3 separate regions of the Mus musculus genome follow, and all the other regions are linked to region 1. The links are chromatin contacts, called in public HiChIP or PLAC-seq and promoter capture Hi-C maps. All regions are on one chromosome and are shown on one strand. Each heading gives the region's core, a stretch centred on a gene start, on an enhancer-like site or on the middle of the called end of the contact. The rest is flanking DNA. Distances are from core to core; before and after follow the strand shown.

Region 1 (3,276 bases), core at 363-2,862:
GAAAGTCAGAAAAAAAAAATTGAACATGAAATGTCAAAAAAAAAAAAACCGAAAAACCCAAAACAAACAACAACAACAACAAAAACAAAACAAACCAAAACAACAATGAATCTATGGGAGAGGAGTAAGGAGCAAAGACAAGAGGCTTTTCCGCCTTTAAGTTCCAGCTGCACAGGACACTGAAGAGCAGGTTAGTGTCTGGTGTAGTTCTTAGTGTGTGTGGAGGAAACACCTTAGGCAGCTGGGCCATAGAGAGAGGATAGGGTCCTCTAGTTTTGTAGTTGTTTTGCTTCCCCTGAAAAAATAGTGTTAACAAAGTCAGTCGAATGTGAGCAATGAATAACAAACACTGAGCAGCTGCTGGGAGGATGATACAAGGATATCCAGGAGATATAAGAAAAGAGCAAAGAGGAATAGAGAGGCAAGTATTTGGAAAGTGTCTAAAAAACACACAGAGAACTCAGAATTTAAAAAAAAAATGGGTGGGAGAACAGAAGGAAAAATATGGGTTTAAATCCTCAAATTAGCAATAAATAATCAGACATAGCCAATCTTCACAAATACTGGAAAGTGACAGGGATGGTCACACATGGCAGAGTATTCACTATCTAAACAGAGAAAATTACTGTAGATAAGAAATATCACGTGGGAAGAGGGTCATAGAGCAGAAAGACCTTCCAGTCCTATACAGGTACTATGTACTCATAACCATTTTTCCAGGACAAGCGGGAGAGCTACAACAACTCAGTGGGAAAACAGGCAGACTTTTAGTGGAGCTGGAAACTTCAGTGCATCTTTCTCTGGATTAGATAAAGTCAGTAGGTGAGCAGTCATCAAAGATGCAAAAGGACCAAACTAGGCTCAATAAGACAAATCAGAGAACTGATATGTACACAGGTCAAGAGGAGAACACACTTTCAAAACAAAACAAAACAAAACTGGATAGGTAGTGTAACCAACATCTGGGACATCCTATTTCTTACTCCAACATAACGTGTTTATGAGGATAAATTATTACGTCATCAAATCTACCTTGACATACTTAAAAGACTTTAAAATCAGAGACAGTAAGTTTTCTGGCCATAAAATCACTCTGGGAATCTTTCATCGACAGATATCAAGAAAATCTACAACTGTTTGTAACCTGTAAGACCTTATCTCTGGGTTAGTGGGCTGTCAGCAACAGCCTTCGGCTACATCCTCGAGTTCCTGATGGCAATATACAGTTTCAGGATGCAGCCAGGCAGTGTTGCCTCTTCCTACCTGCTGAAGGGATAGGTGGGGCTGCTTGGGGTCCAAATGGAACAAGCAACCCACGAAAGGAAGGCGCATTGGCCCTGGCGGGTAGTTCTTGGGGCGACGGTTTTTGAGGAAATCAGCCAGGAACAGAAAGGTGACAGCAGACAGCAGCAAAATCCGGAGATGGAGCGCAGCCCAAATGGCAGCCACTAGGGAGCCGGCTGCCGCAAGCATGGCTGATATCAGAGCAGGCTCTTGGAGGAATGAGAATCTGAACTGAGGCAGTTCCCCAAGGACACTGCCTGTAGTTCCCAGAATGAACCAGGCCTGTGGTTTAAACCCCCAAATCGCTACAGGGCCCCTCCAATCTGTCGCCTGCAGACTCCTCCTCCCTGCTCTATTCACTTCAGCAACTTTGGCCCGCCTTGTTTATCTGCTTCCCTAAGTCTTAACAGAGCTTTGTCTCCAGAGCTCTTTCACTTTTACCCAGTCTTCCTAAGGACCCAAACATCCCCTTGGCCCCGCCTCAAGACTCTCCGTCACGCCCCTCTCCAAGTTCCAAGTCTTAGCCTTTGGAGACTATTCCTTTGGGGGTGGGGAAGCCACTTGAGCATGTATGGACTAGCTAAGAACCTTGCTCATAAACAAAGTATTTCTCTGGTTCTAGGCTTGTGATTTGCATGCAACCCAGAGAGTATCATGTGCATCTGATCTCCCGTTTTATAAACAACCTTTCACCACTGATTGCAATTTTCTGAAACAGGAACAGTATCAGCCCATGTTTCTGGGCTGCACGCCAGGGAGCGCTCTGGCCTCTTTATAAGAGCTCACCAGCTTTGAGTGCTATTCACAGTGAATTAAGTGAATCCACAGATTCTTCACAGAAAGAACACCCTGGTCTTGATTCTCCCCTACCCCCTTTTGTAGTGTTAGAGAACTGAACACCGCAGCCCTTGACCATGCTAAGAAGCCTTTCCATCATCACTTTGCACTCTCCCTCCCTCCCTATTAACTTTTAGGGTTAGTATATAATTTAGTGAATTTGATTAACGGGCACTTTCATGTCCATGTTTTTTCACAAATATTTATGCATATATTTGGCACTTTCCACTCATTCCCTACACTACTGTTGTAGGTCCTGCTCTTCCCCAGATTATCCCCTTCTGCATTTTGGCAGTGTACCTTCCTAAAGATTTGCTCCTTTCCTTCCATGGTTCCATTTCTAGTCCCAGACCCTGACCCCATTTACTCAAACACAGTTTAATCTAGGCTAGTACCGCAGAAAACAAGCTGTCTTCGCCTTTCTGCATCTGGTTTGTTTCATTTTCCATAAAGATCTCCAGCTTGTTCTCTCTCGGCTCTTCCATGAGAATCTCCAAGCACATTTGGTCTCCAGCATGGAACTTTCCACCCTGTGCCACATATAGGAGACCCTTAAGCCACATATCAGGCTAGACATGCATAGGCACTAAACATATAGATATACAGTCTGCTTACAAACTTTTTATTGATTAAAAAAGATAAATTGAAGTTTCTAACTCTCCAAGATCTTAAGAGGGAGACAGAGGAATAAGAAGAGAAACTTAACAAAGCTTAGCTTGTTTGTATTCTTTCAATCCTCTTTTGATTTTTTTCTTTTGTTGAAAACAGATTATTTTCTCATACACTATGCCCAGATGATAATTTCTCCTTCCTCTCTTCTTCTCAGTTTCTCCCAACAGGCCCTTCCCTGTGAATCTACTCTTTGTCTCTCAGGAAAGAACAGGTTTCTAAGAGATAACAAAACAAGACAAAACCTACGGTATCAAAGTTGAACACTGCAACCCAACAGTAGGAAAAGAGTCCCCAAAGCAGACACAAGAGCCAGAGACCCACTCATTCTTTCACTCAAGAGTCCCATAAAAAATACAAAGCTAATAGCTGAAATCCATGTCCAGAGGCCCTAACCCAGACCCATGGAAGCCCCGGGCTTGCTGCTGCAGAATCTCTGCTCGCTCTTAGGTACTTATCTTAGGGGATTCAGAGAGGTCCTTGCTC
Region 2 (3,276 bases), core at 370-2,869, 990 kb after region 1:
GCTGTCCTCGTTAGGGTGGTGTCCGTTAAGGATTAATTCGTTAGCACCGCATTCCTAGTTTTCCGTAATTATTATTCTTACAGCAAGCGTGAATTCATCCAGGGAGTGAGAAAAAAAAAAAGTTTGCTTCCAGGACAATGAATGTATTATCCGTTCCTAACTGGACCGTGAACTTCAGCTCGTTTCACATAGATATCAGTTTAAGAAAAGGAGAGTGTGTGTGATGTTGTAGGGGGAGTCTGAGGACTGGGATTTCAAAACAGGGCATGGTTCACTGTACGATCTACAGAAAAAAGCACTCTCCCTTCCTGGACAAATGGTGCTATCCTTTTGGCAAGGCGTAGGAATTCGGAAGACTGAGACTTTTAAAAGTGAGCTACTGCAGGATTCTATTCGGCTGCTGCCTGGGACTCAGTATGTCCATTCCAAGGACTTGAGTAAAAGTAGTTGTGGGTATGTGTGTACTTGTCTATTTTCTCTCGTAATTTCTTACCTAGACGTCTGAAACTTTACCAGTGGCTACAGAACAGTATCACAGAGCGCTTTTGGCTAATGAGATTCGCAGTCCTCTATCTCTTACGACCCTGAGCGTATTCAAGGCATTTATTTTCCCATTAGACTTTCTGCCAGCAAGAACAAGGTTTGCTTGTATGAGATGGTCATATTGCTTCGATTCACACAGCTTGTTAAGCACTACAAATGAATTTACTGATTAGATTGGCAATTATTTTCTACGCTAAGTTGTAAGCTTGAAAAAAAGGGGGGGGGGACCTGCTCTCGGGAAAAACATTCTTTTCCCTTACTGTACTTAGGCGGTCCTAGATTTTATAGACTGTTAATGGTAAATCCTGTCATCTTTTTTATTTCTTGCAAATATCACCAAAGGCTTCTCTAGAGCAAGCGCGTTCTTTCTCTCTCTCTCTTTCCTAGTTTGGAAAACTGTAATTTCTTTTCTGTAAAGTTTACTTGGAAGTTGCTCTTCATCTAAAATTATTTTGCAGATGTTTTACCACAGGGAATATAGTGTATAAAAGTGGTGGGAACACTTAGCAATGCATTTGACTCAAGATAAACAATACAGAAAGCTCACACGCTGCTGTTTAGGCTGCATACTGAAAAGAAGTTTCTCGGGACTTCAGTGCCTCTTGATTTTTGCTTTGAATAAGGGGTGAGAAATCTACAAGCTCTTTAGAGAAGATGTAGGAAATACCACAGGAAATAAATCAAAATTTTAGTTCCCTTAAGGGCAATTGCACACCATAGAATTTTAGACCTACCAGTTACAAATAATTCTGATGTAAATTTTCCAGTTTTGGTGGCAAACTAAGGAAAAGCTTTTCTGAAGGATGAAACAACTAATGAAAAGAATACAAATTTTACATTTTATTTCTTTAGTTCTCTCTCCTTGAATAGCCCTCACTCCTTCACCCACAAGATCGCCACCTTACTAGCCCAAACAATTTTTCCAAAGTGAAAAAAAAGGAAAAGAAAACTCCTGGTTTACATCGTTCCTCTAGCAAAAGACAGTTCAAGATCTGAATTTCACATTAAAGGCAAATAAAGCTTTAAAAATTACCTCCTGTGTCATCTGGCTGCTCAGACTCCAGGCTCATAGTGGGAACCTCCGGCTTGGTCCTCCCGGCATACAAAGGCAACTCAGTGAATGCCCCCTCCGCCCATGGAGACTCGGCCTCAGCTGCCAGCTCCGGGATATGCAATTTTGCTTTTTAATGAATCGTAAACAATTTGTATGGCAAATGAGTTTGTTTGTTTTAGTTTGGGGGCATGTGCTGAGCCAGGTTGTACGAGGTCATCACCTATTCCAGGATTTAGGTGCAAATGGGTGGAGCTCTGGGTCACTTTTTAATTTTTTTTTTCTAAATAATAAGGACACACTAGGATAAAAGAAACCAGTCAATAAAAGATTAAGAATAACAAGCCCTCTCCCCCTTCCTTTTCCTCCCCTCCCCCCATAACTGCCCTGGCTTACAGTGGAGTTTTGTGCCCTTTCTAATAACTAGCTGGAAAGCATTTGCATGACGTAACCAACATTTCTTATGGGTATAAGTTTTAGCATTGTCTTTAAAAGACTACTTCCACTTTAAAAAAAAAAAACAGCTATTTTATGATGAAAAATACTGACATGGGACATCTCCAGCATCACTTCTTAAAATTAAAAGTTAACACTTTCCCGAAGGCTATTGGAGATAAGAAATTAGAAAGATAGTTTTTATATGAAAGTGGTGAAAAAAAAAAAAAAAAGAAGAAGGTGCATGGGCTACCCCAGCGTGTAATGAAAACTTTTATTCAAAGCCACCAAGTTGTAAACAACTGAGAGGTTGACAGGCAACTGGGTTCAAGCATGCACATTCTAACAGTAATTACCTTTGGCACGGCCACTTATGAGAAATCTTTTGATATCTGAGCCACTTCTCTAATGCTTTAATCATGTAAATCAAGAAATAGATATTGCGTATCAACTTCATCTCACTGTGTTGTGACATCTCTAGTTGAAACTTTCCGACAGAAAACTAAAGAGAGTACTTGCAAAATTTTTCTTCGCTCCAAATGAATCTGAAATGCCTCAAACGCATACGTATGCTCCAGAAGGGACTCTCCTCTCTTAGAACACCTCCATTCTCCCCATACAGCTTCAAAACGAAGGCAGAATAATTCTTCTCCTGGTCACACTAAGTTAGCGACAAGGGGACAGGGTTGATTATGGGAAAATTTGTCTGTGAATTTCAAAAATACACGTGTCTTTCTTCTATCATTCAAATTTAAGATTTATGATGTCTAAAGCAAAAAAAAAAAAAAAAAGTCCTGGGTGATGCTGCAACCAGCTGTTACTCAGGTCAAATTCCCAACCACTTATTTTGTGACAAATTTTTCTTTTTAGAAATTAATACATTATTTTTCAGTCAATAATTGTTGTTTAACCCAATTGTTTACAACTCAAACTTGTTTTAACAGTAACATGCTTGGGCAAGAAGGATCTGGTATGCCTTGCAGTATAAATATCTATTTTCTAAATATGCATGTAAAAACATGTTTCTGTGAAACCTGCTTTATTCTGCTTACCAATTAGAAGCCATCAATGTGCAGTCTACTTCCACAATGGCTCGAAGCTCCAGGTTCATGGAAACCTCTTGCCTGTGCTTGCTTGAATTCATGTTGTGAGCCACATTTCCCATTTCAACTTTTAAATGATTGTCAACTGAGCAACTTTTCCAAATGACTGTTTTCTGCGTGCCTTTGAAGGTACTGCCTAGTGAA
Region 3 (3,276 bases), core at 455-2,954, 620 kb before region 1:
GAGAGATGGCTCAAAGTTAAGGGGACTGCTATTCTTACAAAGGACCAGAGTTCTGTTCCTAGTCCCTAAAGTAGGCTACACAAAACTGCCTGTAAGTCCAGCTCCAAAGGATTTGATGCCCTCTTCTGGCCTTCAAGGGAACCTGCACACATGTTGCAGACACACAGGAATAAAAATAAAAATGTATCTTTAAATTTTCCCAATAAATATGCCAAACTTCCCTTGAATTTTTGCTTTAGATTTATATTCATTTCACACTTGTCAGAATTAGTCTTTTTTTTTTTTTTTTTGCTGTTTTTCAGTAATGTGATTTTCTAACTTTTCAAATTGGAAAGAATTGAAATTTTAGTAGGTCACTTATCTGTGGGTCTCAGTGATAAACGTGCTTTAAAGAGTGTGTGGTTATAGTAATTCACATTGCAAAGTTTACAATTCCCAACTTACATTATTTTCATAATATGTGCTTATATTTTAGCCAGAGATATCTTTAGAAATGTAGAGGCTGTGGTCTCTACCCGTAACATTGAGAGCAACGCGGGTGGTGGTGGGGGGGGGGGAGGGCGGGGGTTGGGAGAGAGTCACAATACCGACTCTTCAATTCTTTAGGCCTATAGTTTTCATGAAGTTTCATTAGTATTTATTGTGTCTAGAATACACTTTAGCAAAATTGTGAGGTTGCGTCGAAAATGCCCTCACTGTATTTTTAAAATGAAACTGATTTATAACAGGGGGTTTATAATTTATTGTCCAACAGTTTTGCTCAACGTTTAAATATAAAAATCACAGAGAGTTAAGCGAACCAGCTGCCTCTTAATACAGAGTATGAATTGATGGATTAATGAATGAGTGAAGTGGTGAGAACCAAGAGTTAGAATAATATTGTAGCCCCTTCCAATAATGACACAATTTATCATGTTGGATTGCCACTTTCCAGATTTTATGGACCATGCCACCAACATCCTCAGTGGACACATCATTATTATTATTTTTTAACATAGAAACGAGCAGGTAGGGTACACAGATACAGCCTATGCTTTTTGAACACTATTTAATTTTGCTATCTAAAAACGGCCTTCCCCTTTGCCCCATTTAAAATGAAATCAGCCACAACCTGTGATTCTGTGAGGGCTTCTTTGACTTAGGCAGCATGGAGGTCTGTTTTTTCCTTAGGAAACACGTTTCTTGGTCACGTGGTTCCTCTTGCTTTGGGGGTTTCAATTCCTGAGCACTGTGGTGGGGAATGAGAAGAGGCTGGAGGCTGAGAGTGGGTCTGTACTAGTGCTAACCAGGAGAAATGGAAGGTTGGCCTCTGAGCCCTCCACTACCTTTGGCCACTCTAGCTCGCGCAGGCGCGCTCTCCTTCCTACCCCCAGCCCCGCCCTCATTGCACCTGCCAGGTCATAAACCTCCGCCCACCCACACCCGCTTCGCCTGGCGGTCCGGGCTTACCCCTCCTTGATTGGCCAAGAGTCTCTGGAGCGCGTCCAATCAGCAGCCCTCCTGTGCGACCTATTCCCGCTCCTCCCGCCCTGCCGGCCTCGCTGGTGCCCAGCTTCTTTGTGACTGGTGCTCGCAGAGGTCACTCAGCGTGCGGTGTGCGATCGGCGGGCGGGGCCGGCTCAGGTGCCGGGACGCGGGACAGACGCGGTGGGCGAGGGGGCGGTCGCGCCGCGACGTCTGCGCCGTGAGGCTTCGCGCGTGAGTGGCGCGGGCGCCAGGCCTGGCCGCCGAGCTCCAGTGGCGGGCGCGGAGGTCGTTGACGCGGGCCCGGTCGGAGGCGCGTCCGTCGCTGTGAGCGCGGCGTCGAGGTTCTCGGACCATGGAGGACCCGCAGCCGCTGCCACAGTCCGAGCTGCCGCTGTGTGACAGCCTCATCATCTGGGTGAGTGTAGTTCCACGCTTGCCAGCGAGGCCACCTGCGGGGCGAGCGGAGCACGGAGCCTCCGGCTGCCACGTACACCTCCTCCGCAACCCTTCCGTCCCAGCCTCTGAGAGCTCCGCCTCGCACAGGTGACCAGGAGGCGCTGGCAGCCTCGGTTCCCAGATTGCTGTCCTTTTGGGCCCACACAGCACCCATGGCGGTGTAGACACAGCTGAGAGAGATGGCCAAATTACCTTTGATGTGGGAGCTCTTTTTCATTTTTTCCCCCTCTTCCTCCCCTTCCCATCTTAATACCTTTCTTTTTTTAAAGTAAAAAAGAATTGGCTTTTTTTGTTTACGCTTGATCCATGTGCAGGATTTTTTTAGCGCAGATTGCCTCAGTCCTCATTTTTTCCCAGTATTCCGGTGAGCCAAATGGTTTCTAACCTGTTGGAATTTCCTAGATATGACAGAACTGCCGTCCAGGTGTGATTTCTAGGCCTTTATTGTGCTAGGATAGTGTTTGATGCCCTACAGTTGGGTGTTGATAGCGCTGATGGCTCAACTCAGTTGTATAATTGTGAAGAGAGTCTGATTGGAATGTAAGTAGACTGGATCAGGAGGATTACATCCTCCAAGAGATTGACTGGCCATCTTCTAATACTAGCAAATCCAAAGGACAAATAGGGAAGATCTCTATGAGTGTTTGAAATTTGTAGTCACTTTTGCACTTTAGACTTTGATAACATGTTTTAAGTAGAATGTAGTTAGGATCTCAGGGTTAAAGCGTTTAGCTCACTGTAGACCTGCATGTTTATTTAAATTACTATTTAGGTTTAGATATTGTATTTAAGATTGTTAGGAAAGAAGGCAGTATTACTTTAATGATCCCATTTGTTTAAAAACAAATGTCTAATCATAGGGTGTATTCAGGTCTGCAATTTTGTGCTCTGATCATCTGACTGAGATGGTAAACTGGGTTCTTTATGATGTCACTGACTTCCCTATGAGGTCACATGGAGTTCAAGAGTTTCTTAAACTATACTGCAATATTTCCAAGTGCTATGACCATATCCTTTCTTAAAGCAGTATTTTGACTTCCTACTTTGTGCTGGCCTCACAGGAATTAGTTTAACTAGCAGAGTTGTGTATCATTACAATGAAAGGCAAAGTTCCCCAAGATCTAGAGAGAGAGAGAGAAAGAGAGAGAGAGAAACAGAGAGAGAGAGGGAGAGACACACAGAGAGAGAGAGAATGAACCAGATAAGGATTCATAGACAATAGAGGGTGAGAGGGTGGTTGGTTAGCTCTTGCTAATTGGCTCCTGCAGTGATCTCCCAGGCTGTTGTACACTGGAGAAAATTGAATGGCTGAAAATCAGTTATTGCTTCTAATCATGGCGGTAGATGCACTGT

The links. Promoter capture Hi-C pulls out the DNA fragments that hold promoters and counts their contacts. HiChIP or PLAC-seq counts read pairs in DNA pulled down with a chosen protein or histone mark.
Region 2: a promoter capture Hi-C map of hippocampal neurons shows a contact between it and region 1, with 3 times the contacts expected there. The contact joins the promoter of E130114P18Rik here to the promoter of Cyp2j9 in region 1. A contact is called at or near these places in 2 of 39 promoter capture datasets (hippocampal neurons and pre-B cells) and 1 of 115 datasets of contacts at active chromatin or transcription factors (astrocytes).
Region 3: an H3K27ac HiChIP or PLAC-seq map of large pre-B cells shows a contact between it and region 1, with 3 times the contacts expected there. The contact joins the promoter of Hook1 here to the promoter of Cyp2j9 in region 1.

Annotation. Positions count from the first base shown.
Region 1 is chr4:96,589,873-96,593,148 of GRCm38.p6, forward strand. It overlaps Cyp2j9 (cytochrome P450, family 2, subfamily j, polypeptide 9), which reads right to left and starts at 1,613. Exons shown (of 9, transcript NM_028979.2): 1 at 1,264-1,613. The coding sequence starts at 1,473.
Region 2 is chr4:97,582,972-97,586,247 of GRCm38.p6, forward strand. E130114P18Rik (RIKEN cDNA E130114P18 gene) reads right to left here and starts at 1,620. Exons shown (of 3, transcript NR_015513.2): 1 at 1,577-1,620. It also overlaps a transcript of Nfia not described here.
Region 3 is chr4:95,965,675-95,968,950 of GRCm38.p6, forward strand. Hook1 (hook microtubule tethering protein 1) reads left to right here and starts at 1,705. Exons shown (of 22, transcript NM_030014.2): 1 at 1,705-1,882. The coding sequence starts at 1,820. 9530080O11Rik (RIKEN cDNA 9530080O11 gene) reads right to left here and starts at 1,981. Exons shown (of 2, transcript NR_045776.1): 1 at 1,450-1,981.